2 separate regions of the Mus musculus genome follow, and region 2 is linked to region 1. The links are chromatin contacts, called in public promoter capture Hi-C maps. All regions are on one chromosome and are shown on one strand. The core of a region is the stretch at or near the end of the contact, and the rest is flanking DNA. Distances in the headings are between cores, read along the strand shown.

Region 1 (5,695 bases), core at 2,531-5,030:
TTTTCTAGCACCAAAAAAAAATGTTTCTCTTTACAGCCTTCTCCCCATCAATCCCTCTATACTCTCTTGTATTTCCCTGTCCATCTCAAGCCCAAAGTCCCCTTCACTCCACCCTTGCTTCTACAATTACCCCCATTTTGGGATAAAAATATGGAAGCCAGGAGAGAAGTATGCATTTGCCCAAGGTCACATTTCCTTTTCTGCAACAAGCTTCCATAGAAAGCTAACAGTCAGGGCTGGGTGCTGGGGAGATAGACAAGAATCAGAGGAAAACAGACAGGCCCCGAGGCCCCTGCCAGAGTGCTGCATTTCCCAAGGATGTGCCCTTGGACCAGGTCCTAAACTATGAAAGAATGAGTAGGAGCTGAGTGTGCGCATGCTCAGAAATGGTGAAACAAGGTCTGCTTTTAGGGTTTTGTGGGTTTTTTCTCTTTATAGGTTAAACCAGGCAATGCCTGATGTCAGCATTTTCAACAGGGATCCCCATTCGTGTGACTGGAATCCTGGGGCCTCCTCTCTCCATAGCAACCTTCTGCCACATCAAGCTCTCTGGGAAAGTGACTTAGTCATCAGAAAGTGGTGTTCTGAGCCAACCACCACAGGGATCACAGCCCAAGGGGGCTGAACCTCATGCCTGATGTGTGCCCACAGATGGAACCAAAGACAGGGACCACCAACAGCCACCACCAGTAGCTTGGGTTTGCTCACTACTGACCCTAGGGGCCAAGTCTTCTCTGAATCTTGGGTGTGTCTCCAGAGCTCCACAGCCTCCCCAGGCCACCAGCAGTAACTTCAAGGGCAGCTGTGCAAGAAGAGGGGCTACAATGTAGGCATTAACAAGTAGGTTAAAAAAAACTGCTCTATGTCCACCCTCCTCACCTCTGAGTTTAAGTTTGCACATAAGCCCTGGAGAACAACATGCCCAGGGCCTCTGGGTCTTTCGTTTTCCAGCTTCTTTTCTACCCAGACCCCCTCCCTCTTCCCTGCCCACACCCTTTTACTTTGGTCATCCTAGCAGGGACAGTGAGCTGAAAAGACCTGCCAAATGTTTTCACGTGGATCCACAAGAGAAGGTAAAGGGCCTCCATTCTGTGCCTCAGTTTCTCTTTGGGAAAAATGAACTGACACCAGCTATGCCAATGGAGAACCAGCTGATACCAGGACCAGGGCCGTGTGCTAAGGGAACTGACGGCAGATCAGGAGGAGGAACTATCCAACAGATCGCCCGTAGCAGGGTGTGTGGTCAGTGAAGATAGTATCTTTCCAGCACCATGGGTAAGAGAAAGGCCCAGAGGCCACACTGAGTTCAGAGCCCAGCCTAAGTAACCATCCACTTGGACAGGCCTGAGCATACCACGCAACCTCTTATGGTTTTGATTTCCCACCTTGTATTCAAGCACCTTGATACAAGGACAGTGTTTAACCTAGGATGGTATTTGCCTCCTCATTGGCCGTGGGAGCAAGAGGTGAAGTGGGGCCTAGTTTGGGAGAAAGAAGCCAGACAAGTTGTCTGCACCCAGGCCAAGTACCCACCATGGGTGTCCAAAGTCTGTAGTGTAATACGAGAAGTTTCTCCCAGCACCACACCCCAGACCCCCATCAATGATCCTGTTCCATGTCACTATAGGGCTGGCAATGAAGGGGGCCTCAGTGTTTAGCAAGCAGAAAGAAAATGTGTGTTATGTGTGACCCAGCACAATATAGGGTATGGCTTGAGGCAACATCTAAACTAAAGGGATAAATCACATATGGAGGCTTCAATGAGAAAGGAGAAGAGCAGGCTTCTGGCTTTCATCAAACAGGATTCTGCATCAAAGCCAAAATTGGGGGTGTTTTCTTGGCACACAACTGAACACAGTTCAGGGAACAGGTACCAGTGCCCACCTCAACCAGGTCCCGAGCGCTAGGAAACCAGAGTTCCTGCCCTACCAGGTCTTAGAAGGCCTAAAGCACTTTGAGGAAGGACGTTGCTACATTCTAGTTGTTCCTGGGACCACTACTCTCACCACTAAGTTGGGAGGGTTTTGTCCTATTACCATCCAGATGGCAGCTCTTTCTGGAGTAACCTATCTCTAGAGACTTCTTGGTAAAATGAAGGGCTGATTTCTCTCCTATCCCTCTTGACCTGCTCAACTTTCAAAGGTTCCCTCCTCCAGGGAGCCTTCCTAATCTTTCCATCTTGGGTTGCATCCATGATCCAGGCTAACACTTTTCACCTTCAAAGCTGCAGCACCCTCTGTGGTCATGAGCCATGTTTGTCACTGACTCATGAGTGCCCAGAGGAGGAAAAGGAACAGATTTTGAGCATCTGCTGTGTACTTAGCTTTGACCTAGGCACCTTCTATCAGTTCTGCTCCACTGAGTGCACAGCCTCGGTCAGCACTGATAATTGATGGGATGGTTCTGTTCCTTCCAATCTTGTAGTGAGTGGGCTGAAGGCGATGGACAGCACATTCTCGAAAGGCCTCCAGTAAGTTGTACCTGTACCCTGGAGATCTGTTGGCACCCACCCAAACTGGCACTGTTTGTGCAGAAGAGCCAGTTGAGGCCATGGGAAAATAAGAACTTCATAAGCTTCCTACTGCAGCTCTCCAGTTCAGAGCCCCTCACCATTATTCAGGTTTATCAGCCTGTGGAAACCTGCTTCCTGCCCATGACTAGAAATCCAAAGAACCATGAGAGCAAGACAAGACCAAGAGCAGGTGTCACCACCTACCTTAATGTCAAGAGTCAGTACCAATGGCTTGTGGAGAACACAACTCCCAACATACTTTATAGACTCCACAGCCTTGGAGGGGAAGGTGGGCCTGATAGGCTTCTCCTTTTACTCAGTGGAGCTGCCAGGTGCCACAGTACAGAAGGAAGTGGCATGGCCGACAGGAGGATCTGCGTTTCCAACCTTTCTCAGAGGCCAAGCTATCACTAAGCAGTTGCAAAGAGGATGAGGCTATTGGCTCTCCCCTGCTCCCACACAAACAATCCAGTTACAGAGACTGTGCACAGCAGATCCCGCTGATAACACCACAGTGACACTTGATTCGGCGCCTTCTGTCTGAGTATGAGCAGCTCCCTTCCCAGCCCTGAGGTCGCCCAGTGACCAGTACATGTCTATCACAAACCACCATTAAGTCCCTTTGCTCTGGGCTCCAGGCCAGTGAGGGGATTATTGAGTAAGCTTGCCTCTGTACCTCAGTTTCCTCATCTATAAAATGGGCACATTTTACTAAGGATGTGGAATTCTGTGATGCTTGCAACACACCAATTCTAGGCTCACCCTGCCCCATCCCCGCTGGCAGTCTACTAACAATCGGTCTCATCCACAAATGAGTAGGTCAGAGGGACTAGACCAGCCAGAGAGCCACCTGCTTTTGTTGGACACTCTGAGGAACGTTGCCTGTCTCTTCACTCGCGGTGAAAAGCAGAAACCGAGGGCACTGCCTCCCTGACGGGATTCCGAAGAGGGATGCTTGGAGCGAGTATGAATTATTGGTAGGGAAACTGAGGCCCTGGCTTGTGTCCAGGAGGACACGAACTGGGTGCTCCTTGTAGCCTCCCGGTGGTCGAGCCACTTCTTTAGGACGGCGACTCAACAACCCTACCTGGTACAGGTGCCCGGCTTGTGTGACGGGCAGAGGGTCGGACAGGCGTGGTGCGCGGGCTCCCTCGGGTGGGCAGCACTGAACCCAGCCGGGCCGCGTCAGCGGGCGCGGGAAGCGGTACGCAGTGGGAAGCGCGCGGGGCAACGAAGAGGCACGGACTGGGCTCCGCCCGCCCGAGAACAAACAGGTTTTCTCCGGCTGCTGGGAGCCTCGCCCCTCGCCCCTCCCCTCGGCCGGCCCCCTTCCTCTGCCCTCTCCTGGGGTAGGTAGATGCGCCTGGCACATTCCGCACATTCTCCAGCCGGTGTCCTCGGTCCTCCCACCCCTTCCCTGCTCCGCCCAATGGAGCTGCTGGAGAAATCAAGGCTGGGGCTCCCCTCACCCAGCTCAGAGCGAGCTCCAAAAAGTTTTGCCGCTATGGAAAACTTCCAGGCTAATTCCTCTGGGCTCCCAGCCCTGGGGCCAGGAGGACTCCACCACATGAAGGGCCCTCGCTGACTAGTGGCGTCCCTGCCTGCGCCCGGCGAGATCTGGCCAGGCTCTGGGCCAACGACTTCCACAGATGCTGGCGGGTCAGTTCTGTCGAGAACTACTGTGCCTAGATCCATTTTACAGATGGAGATCCCAGACAGGGGCGGGGAAAGGACCAGGCTTGGGGGCAGGGGGGTGCGGACTGATGGCTGAGATCATGCAGGAAGTCAGGCATAGGAGAAAAAAGTGAGCAAGAAACTTCTGTCTGGCGCCTGGGAAAACTTGTACCCTGGAAGGTCATTTTTGGAGCCGGCAGGTAGGCAAAACAGGACTACCTCTCAGGGCATGTCGGAAGACACACACATTCGGTTTAATAAATGACATTCATTCACAGTTTTTGGATATGTAATGTGTGAAAGGCACGAAGTGTGAGAATGTAGTAGGGGTGTCGAACATCCAACAAAGGCTCCTAACCCTCACTGTGAGGTCAGAGAAGTCCTTTCAATAGAGGAGAGAGTTAAGCCAGTGTGCACAAAAAATGATCAAAATGATAGACTACAAAAGAAAGAAAAAGAAAAGATAAAAGGAAGGAAGGAAGGAAGAAAGAAAGAAAGAAAGAAGGAAAGAAAGAAAGAAAAAAAGGAAGGAAGGAAGGAAGGAAGAAGAAAGGAAAGGAAAGAAAAGAAAAAAAAGGAAAAAAGAAAGATTAAAGTCCTGTTGCCAATTTTACAGCAGTGGCCCTCAAATCTACTCACTGTCGTGTTTTCCTGTGACTTATCGCCCTTCCCATTTCAGCCATCACACAGTATGCATGCAGCTTCACTGGGTATATGACCAGATGCTAGCTGCTTAGAGCGCTTTCCTACAGCTTCTGGTTGTTGTTGGAATGAAAGCAGATGCTTTTAGAAGGCCTAATGTTTGACTGTGTTCAACCTCTGTCTGTAAGACCAGCCACCCCAGCACTCCACTGTAATCTCCCCGGCTTCCCCATGTCTTCTGACTACTTCTGTGCCCTCATACCTCAGACCTTTGTTCCTGCACTCATACTCTCTGCAGTACCCTTCCTATATCCCTTGCCACTGAACTCACCCAATCTTTAGATGTCATCCTCTCCTGCCTGCCACCTAGTCAAGTTGACCACTTCCTTCTGTGCACTCACTCTCCCATTCCCTCGGATGACAGTGTATAACCCTTTATTCTCAGTGGTGAGCTCTGGGATGTTGGCGCCCTGTCTGATTATCTCTGGATCACAGAGACCAGCCCAGAGGATCTGGGACATTTGCAGAAGGAAGAGATAGAACAACTCTGAAAGGAGGGTTCTTTTCTCTGTGGGTTTATCAGACAGAAAGGAAGTGCCTTGTGTGTTCTGGGGGAGTGGTTAATCTTTGTCTCCTGCCAACAGGTGTTTTTCTCCTTCCAATTCTGTTAGCCCCAGACCAGTGGCCAGCATCTAATGCTTCTTCTTCCCCGACAAAAGCTACTGATGGCCTTCCATTTGGCTTGACATCCTAGCTCCCAAACATACTAACTGGATGGATCATAAGACTCTTTTGGACCTAGCCCCAAAAGAGGCAGAATGTAAAACACAAAGTGATACACCATGGGTGGGAGGGAGTAGGTGGTAG
Region 2 (5,612 bases), core at 1,791-4,290, 500 kb before region 1:
AGGTACAGCTCTCCACCAGAATTGGGGGGTGGAATTTACCTGAATGAGGTGCCTAGGATCTATAGAGAGGTACTGGGTCATCAAGAGAGAGCCTTCTCTTCCTCATTCCTTGCCCTACTGACAAACTTCTGGAAAGGAGCCAGACAGCAGATAATCCTGATCAGTTGGAGGTACTAGGTTTCCTAGTCCCCTTGCAACTGACCCATATGCCTGTCCATCTCCTCCCACTTACCAACAAAGTGTGAGCTCCTACTCACCATATGCTGGAATTTTCAAAGAACAGGAGGATGTCGTTACTTCTCAATGGTGGGAAAGGAGTCTTGAGTGATTTTTTTTTTTTTACCTATACCATTCCTGGTTACCATGACAATGTTAACAATGATAGGTATCTAGTAGGCTCAGAGAATTTGTCCCAAACTCTTGCCCATGGCCTCACAGTTAGGTAAAATCAGGTTGTGATGTCACTGTGGCTGTCTGTCTACCTGTTCATCCCAAGCCCCACTCCTGGAGAAAGAGTAGCAAGGCAACAGGTTCCAGATCCCAAAGATCCCCCTTTCTGCTCATGTCTTGGGGTTCTCAAACTCTTTCCCCAACACCAGGTTCTCTACTGCTTGCTAGGAACTCTGGCTAGAATGGGATTCAGCCTTATGCATTCAGCCAGGAAGGGCCAAGATCATCTTCAGTCTTCCAGGATCATTCATTCACACTGCCCCTATTCCTTGGTGTGAGTGAGGTCCTGTGCTGGGGTGTCTCTCTACAACCAACTGACCTCCCTACAATGGAGAAGACCTGCTGCCAGGACTGTTGGAATGTGAGGCCCCCACTAGAAAATGGGTGGGGCATTTGAGAGCAGGGACAAAGGAGGAAGAGCAGGAGGGAGTCATGGTGGGTGTGGAGGTAATGGGGGGGGGGTTGACAAGGAAGCTTCCTTGGTATTTTGGCCTCATTAGGGAGGCATGCTGAGAATCTGTGGACCAAGGACAAGTGACTCCTGGGACAGACTTATGGTACTCTGTTTCTACAGGGAGAAAAAGTGAAAGACCATGGTGGATGAGCCCAGGCAAAAGGGAGATTGGAATGGAGTCTAGTCCCCATCCCATCCCAAAACAATGTGACAAAAAACAAGTCTTCTGGAGAGTATCCCAGTGCAAATTGTCAAATATAGCCTCATTACAAATCTCTCTTCAGAGGATTTGATGCTATGACTGGAGGACTATAGAATATTGCTGAAAAAAGCTCTTTCTTACCTCCACAGCATCCCTTTCCCTTCTATTCCACCATGTTGCCAATCCCCCAACAGCATAGGATTTTAGAGGGATTGAAAAAAATTTTTGGTCAGTTATAGCAGATTACTTGACATGATGGTCACTGGCTGGCATACCCATCTGGGCTTCTAAATTCTAAACTCCATGGTTCCGATTCACTTTGCATGTAGTAGGACCTTGGTCCTTGTTCTGGGTAGGGAAGAGAAGCAGTGGTAGACTCAAGTCCTTTGGGGTGGAGAGAAAGTCAGTGTAGGAGTGGGCCAGAGAGGCCCAGCTGCCACACCCAGGCAGCCAGCTGGCTATGACGCCCTCTCTACTGCCTGGATCAGAGCCTCCTCATGCTGCCTTACCCTTGTGGCTTAGAGGCAGACCCACATCCTTCTATCAGTATATCCGCATTACCTGTCCTCAAAGCCCCCCCTCAACCCCGGCTTTAGCCTTCAGCAGCAATACACAGTCATGTTTTACACAAAGCAACCATGCCCACCCACAAGCTCTCCTAGGGTGTAGGTGGTACAGGCAACTGATTGCATGTCCAGATGCCAGCCCTTAGGACTCTTGCTAGCATAGGGAACATCTTAAGTGTGTCTCAATTTCAGTCATTTCAAGGCAGAAAACTGGCAGACTAGAGAGGCAACAGCTCCTAAACATGAAATTGGAGTCACCCAGGTGCCCTTGGCCTAATAAAGATTTCCTCTGCCTGCCCTACCTACAGCTCTGGACCTCTTATTCTAGGTACTCCAGTCCGCTAACCTTCACCAGACTTGGTTAATGCCCAGTTGACTCTGTCTGTCTTGCTTCTTCTTCTGAGTCTCTTGACAGGCTCCTCAGGGCTCTAAGCCACGTTTTCTTCCTGGAAACATGGCACAATTTCCCCATTTTCTACCCCCATCCCATCATCTGCCCATTGTGCATCTCAGCTCAAGAGGAAGCAGAACATTAGTCTATGGTGAGTATGGAATATTAGGGCAAGGTGCCTGAGGTGTGCCTGGGAGCACAAGTGTCTCTGACTACTCCAAGGGGAGACTGTGCCAATGCTGAGTTTTGCATTGGCTCCATCCTCCCTGACCTGGCCAGGTGCCAAGACCCCAAGAAAGGCTGAGCTGGGAGAGCAAGGCTAGCAGGAGTGAAGGGTGTGCCTGGGCCTTGCCATGAAGGGATAGGACTATGGGTAGAGCTTAGCCATCCACCCAGCCCTGCCTCAGTGCTCTGGGCAGCACCCTGGGGGAGCTCCCTGTCCATCCCCAGAAGCAGAGAAGCAACGCATAGGTGAGCTTAGCAACTGGGCACTGTCAGAGAGGAAAGGGAAAGGAAGGGTAGGAAGAAAGTTCAGGGAAGAGCGTGGGGAGAAGAGGCAGAAATGTGGTGTTGATGAAAAGGACACAAAGCCTTTGGTGGGTGCCCTGGGGGAATATAGAGAGCAGCAAGGAGACAGTGGAAGTATAGACACTGGGGCGGCAAGACTAGATGCGGCAGGGCTGGTGTGGAGACAGCAGGATTGCCAACATCTTTGGCTGATGAGGGTACAGCATAGCCAGAAATGAAGACAGGGAGGACAGATGGAAGTCTTTGTCGAGAGAGTGGAGTCAGTTCCCGGCGTGAGCAGGCCCTACCTGGGGAGGGACAAGCAGCCAGGTGCAGGCTGCTTAGTTGGTGGACTAGGTTGTCAGGCTGTCGGTTTGTCTGTCCGTCAGGGCCAACCGGGAGCAGCTGCTCGCTCCTGGGCAGTTCGTGGAGAGAGGGAGACAGAGGCGGTGGGAGGGAAGCTAAAGGCTGGGCGGGCGGGCCGACAGGGAGGGGACGGGGCGGAGAGGGAGACAAGAAGGGAGGGGGCTAGTGGAGCAGAGAGGGAGAAAAGGGGGGAGGAAGGGCAGCTGGGAGGGAGGGGGCAGGCTTCCTGCCCCCCCTGGCAGCTTCAAAGGAAGCAATTTTCTTGTAGACGGCTGGTCTATGTGGCACCCCTCCCCCTCACGCCCCCCACCCTGGCCCCTGCCTCAAGCATAGTTTGAAAGAACACACATTCACTTACTTAGGGACAGACCCTTGGTGTCTTTGGGCAGACAGTCTCACAGAGTCAAACTTTCCACTATCCAAAAGGGGACACTGAGGTGCTTGCTGTTGTGGGGCTAGGCAGAAGAAAGTGAGAGGAAGATGAGGAAAGGTAACCTGATGGCTACCCAGAACTTAAGTCTGAAGCCAGGGGCACTTTGGGGATTATAGATGTAGAGGATGGTAGGCTTCTGGAAGGGCTTGATCCAGGATCCCACTGGCTCTGTTAGCCTTTCCTCTTCTCCTTCCTTTCCTCCTTTAAAACGAGGCATTTGCCCCCCACCCCCACCCCAAGTTTCTGCAGGCCTTCTTGGCTCACATCCCTGAAGCCTTTGAGAAGTTGGCAAAGCTGATTTGGAGGAGAGAAACAAGCTCCTTATCTTCTTGCTCAACCCCTACTGGCCGGCCAGGATGCAGTAACCATGGTCTCTCTTATGAGCATTTCCTTCCTTCAATTTCAGGACCTAACAGGGCTAGGCTGCCAAACCTCAACTGCTTCTTGAGGGTCCAAATGAGACATGGTCCCTAGTGTAGCATTTACCTGTCCAGTGATGTCCTACCTCTCCTTTTCCAGGGCAGCTTCCAAGATGTAAAGGTGAGCCCTTAGATGGTGGGAGAGACTAAATTGGGGAGCCACACTGAAATCTAAAGATGAAACCAGGGACCAAGTGTAAGGAAGGGCAAACAAAGAAAGTTCAGGTGAGGGGCTGAGGCAGAGGCCCACTGGATAGAGGGCAAGGTGAAGTTCACTGCATGTTCTCAGTTGAGGACAGAATCTCCAGTAGAATTTTGCTTGGAGCCAGAATCAGTGTCGAACTTTCCTTCAAGAGCAGTCTCTTCTGGCTGCAGAGAGGAGAAAATTGGGAGAAGCAGGATATGGGTTGGGAGCCGGTGGATGCCTTTGGATTCCATGGTCCAGACCAGGAGACTAGGGAGCACTCAGGCTTCTCAGGCTGCTGGTTTTTGTCTGCTCATGTGTGTGTGTGTGTGTGTGTGTGTGTGTGTGTGTGTGTGTGTGTATGTATGTATGTATGTATTTATAGGATCTTATGTAGCCCCATCTGGCCTTCAACTCACTATGTAAGTGAAGTTGCTCTTGAACTCCAGATCCTCATGTCTCTGCCCCCTGAGTGCTGGAATTACAGCAGGTCCAAGGCACATATGGAATATTCTGCTTGGTGAGTGCAGCCAGTGGCAAAAGGCCACATTATGTCTGGCCTGTTCATGTGAGATTTCCAGAATGAAACAGAAAGAAACAGCATCTCATCAGTTCTGAGTCTTCAGTTTGAAACAATGAAACTGCTCTGAACATACTAAGTGAAAACTGCTGAATAGTTCATTTAAACTGTATGCCTTGTATTTTATATATCTTTCATCTCTTCTCTTTTTTTTTCTTTCTATTTTTGAGATAAAGTTCCACTAGATATCCTTGAATTCATGGTGAGAATTTTCATCTGTCTATGCTGAGATTACAAAAGAGTGAGCCTTTACTATACTCAACAAGTATATTTCAATAACTCTTTCCTTTTGCTTTGATTTTTGAGATAGGGTTTCTTGTACCCCATGCAGACCTCAGATTTGCTGTATAGTCCAGAATGACCTTAAACTCTTGATTCTTTTGCCTCCACCTCCTGGGTGCTGGAATTAGAAGCACAAAGCACCATACCTAGCCAAGGCTTTTATTTTAAGGATGAAAACTCACAAAATATATACCCACTGCCCCAGGTACCTGTCTACAAAGCCCTTATTAAATATGGTACCACTTGGCCTAAGCCTACATTCACTGTTCTAGGGTTTTTATTCACCCCCCTAGAACACTGGCCAGGAGAAGCATGATGGAGCTAGTGATCACAAGCTAGAACTTCTGTGACCCACTAGAGCAGTGGTTTTCAGCCTTCCTAATACTTTGACCCTTTAATACCATTATTTTAATTGCTACATCATAAATGTAATTTTGCTACTGTTATGAATCATAATGCAAATATCTATGTTTTCTGATGGTCTTAGGGGACCCCTGTGAAAGGGTCCTTCAATTCTCAAAGGAGTCACTACCTACAGGTTGAGAACCACTGCACTAGAGGGACACCTAAGGCATAGAGGAGTTCTACAAGGAGGCAGGTATACGTTCTTGTTTCTGGCCTCAACAGAGCTACTACACCCAGCATCAGACAGGCCTAGGAAGACTTTCTGGAGGAGCCAGGAACAGTGAGCACACTAGAGCAGGCAGAAGAGAGCCTTTGCCTTGTGTAGGGAACAACTGAGAAAATGTGCCCTAGGGGTAGTTGGGAGGCTGAGCTG

The links. Promoter capture Hi-C pulls out the DNA fragments that hold promoters and counts their contacts.
Region 2: a promoter capture Hi-C map of the HPC-7 cell line shows a contact between it and region 1. The contact joins the promoter of Bgn here to the promoter of Zfp185 in region 1. A contact is called at or near these places in 23 of 39 promoter capture datasets (the 3T3-L1 cell line, 3T3-L1-derived adipocytes, the C10 cell line and 15 more) and 2 of 9 other capture datasets (adipose tissue and liver).

What each region holds. Positions count from the first base shown.
Region 1 is chrX:72,985,424-72,991,118 of GRCm38.p6, reverse strand. Zfp185 (zinc finger protein 185) reads right to left here and starts at 3,780. Exons shown (of 19, transcript NM_009549.3): 1 at 3,600-3,780.
Region 2 is chrX:73,481,029-73,486,640 of GRCm38.p6, reverse strand. It overlaps Bgn (biglycan), which reads right to left and starts at 3,040. Exons shown (of 8, transcript NM_007542.5): 1 at 2,879-3,040.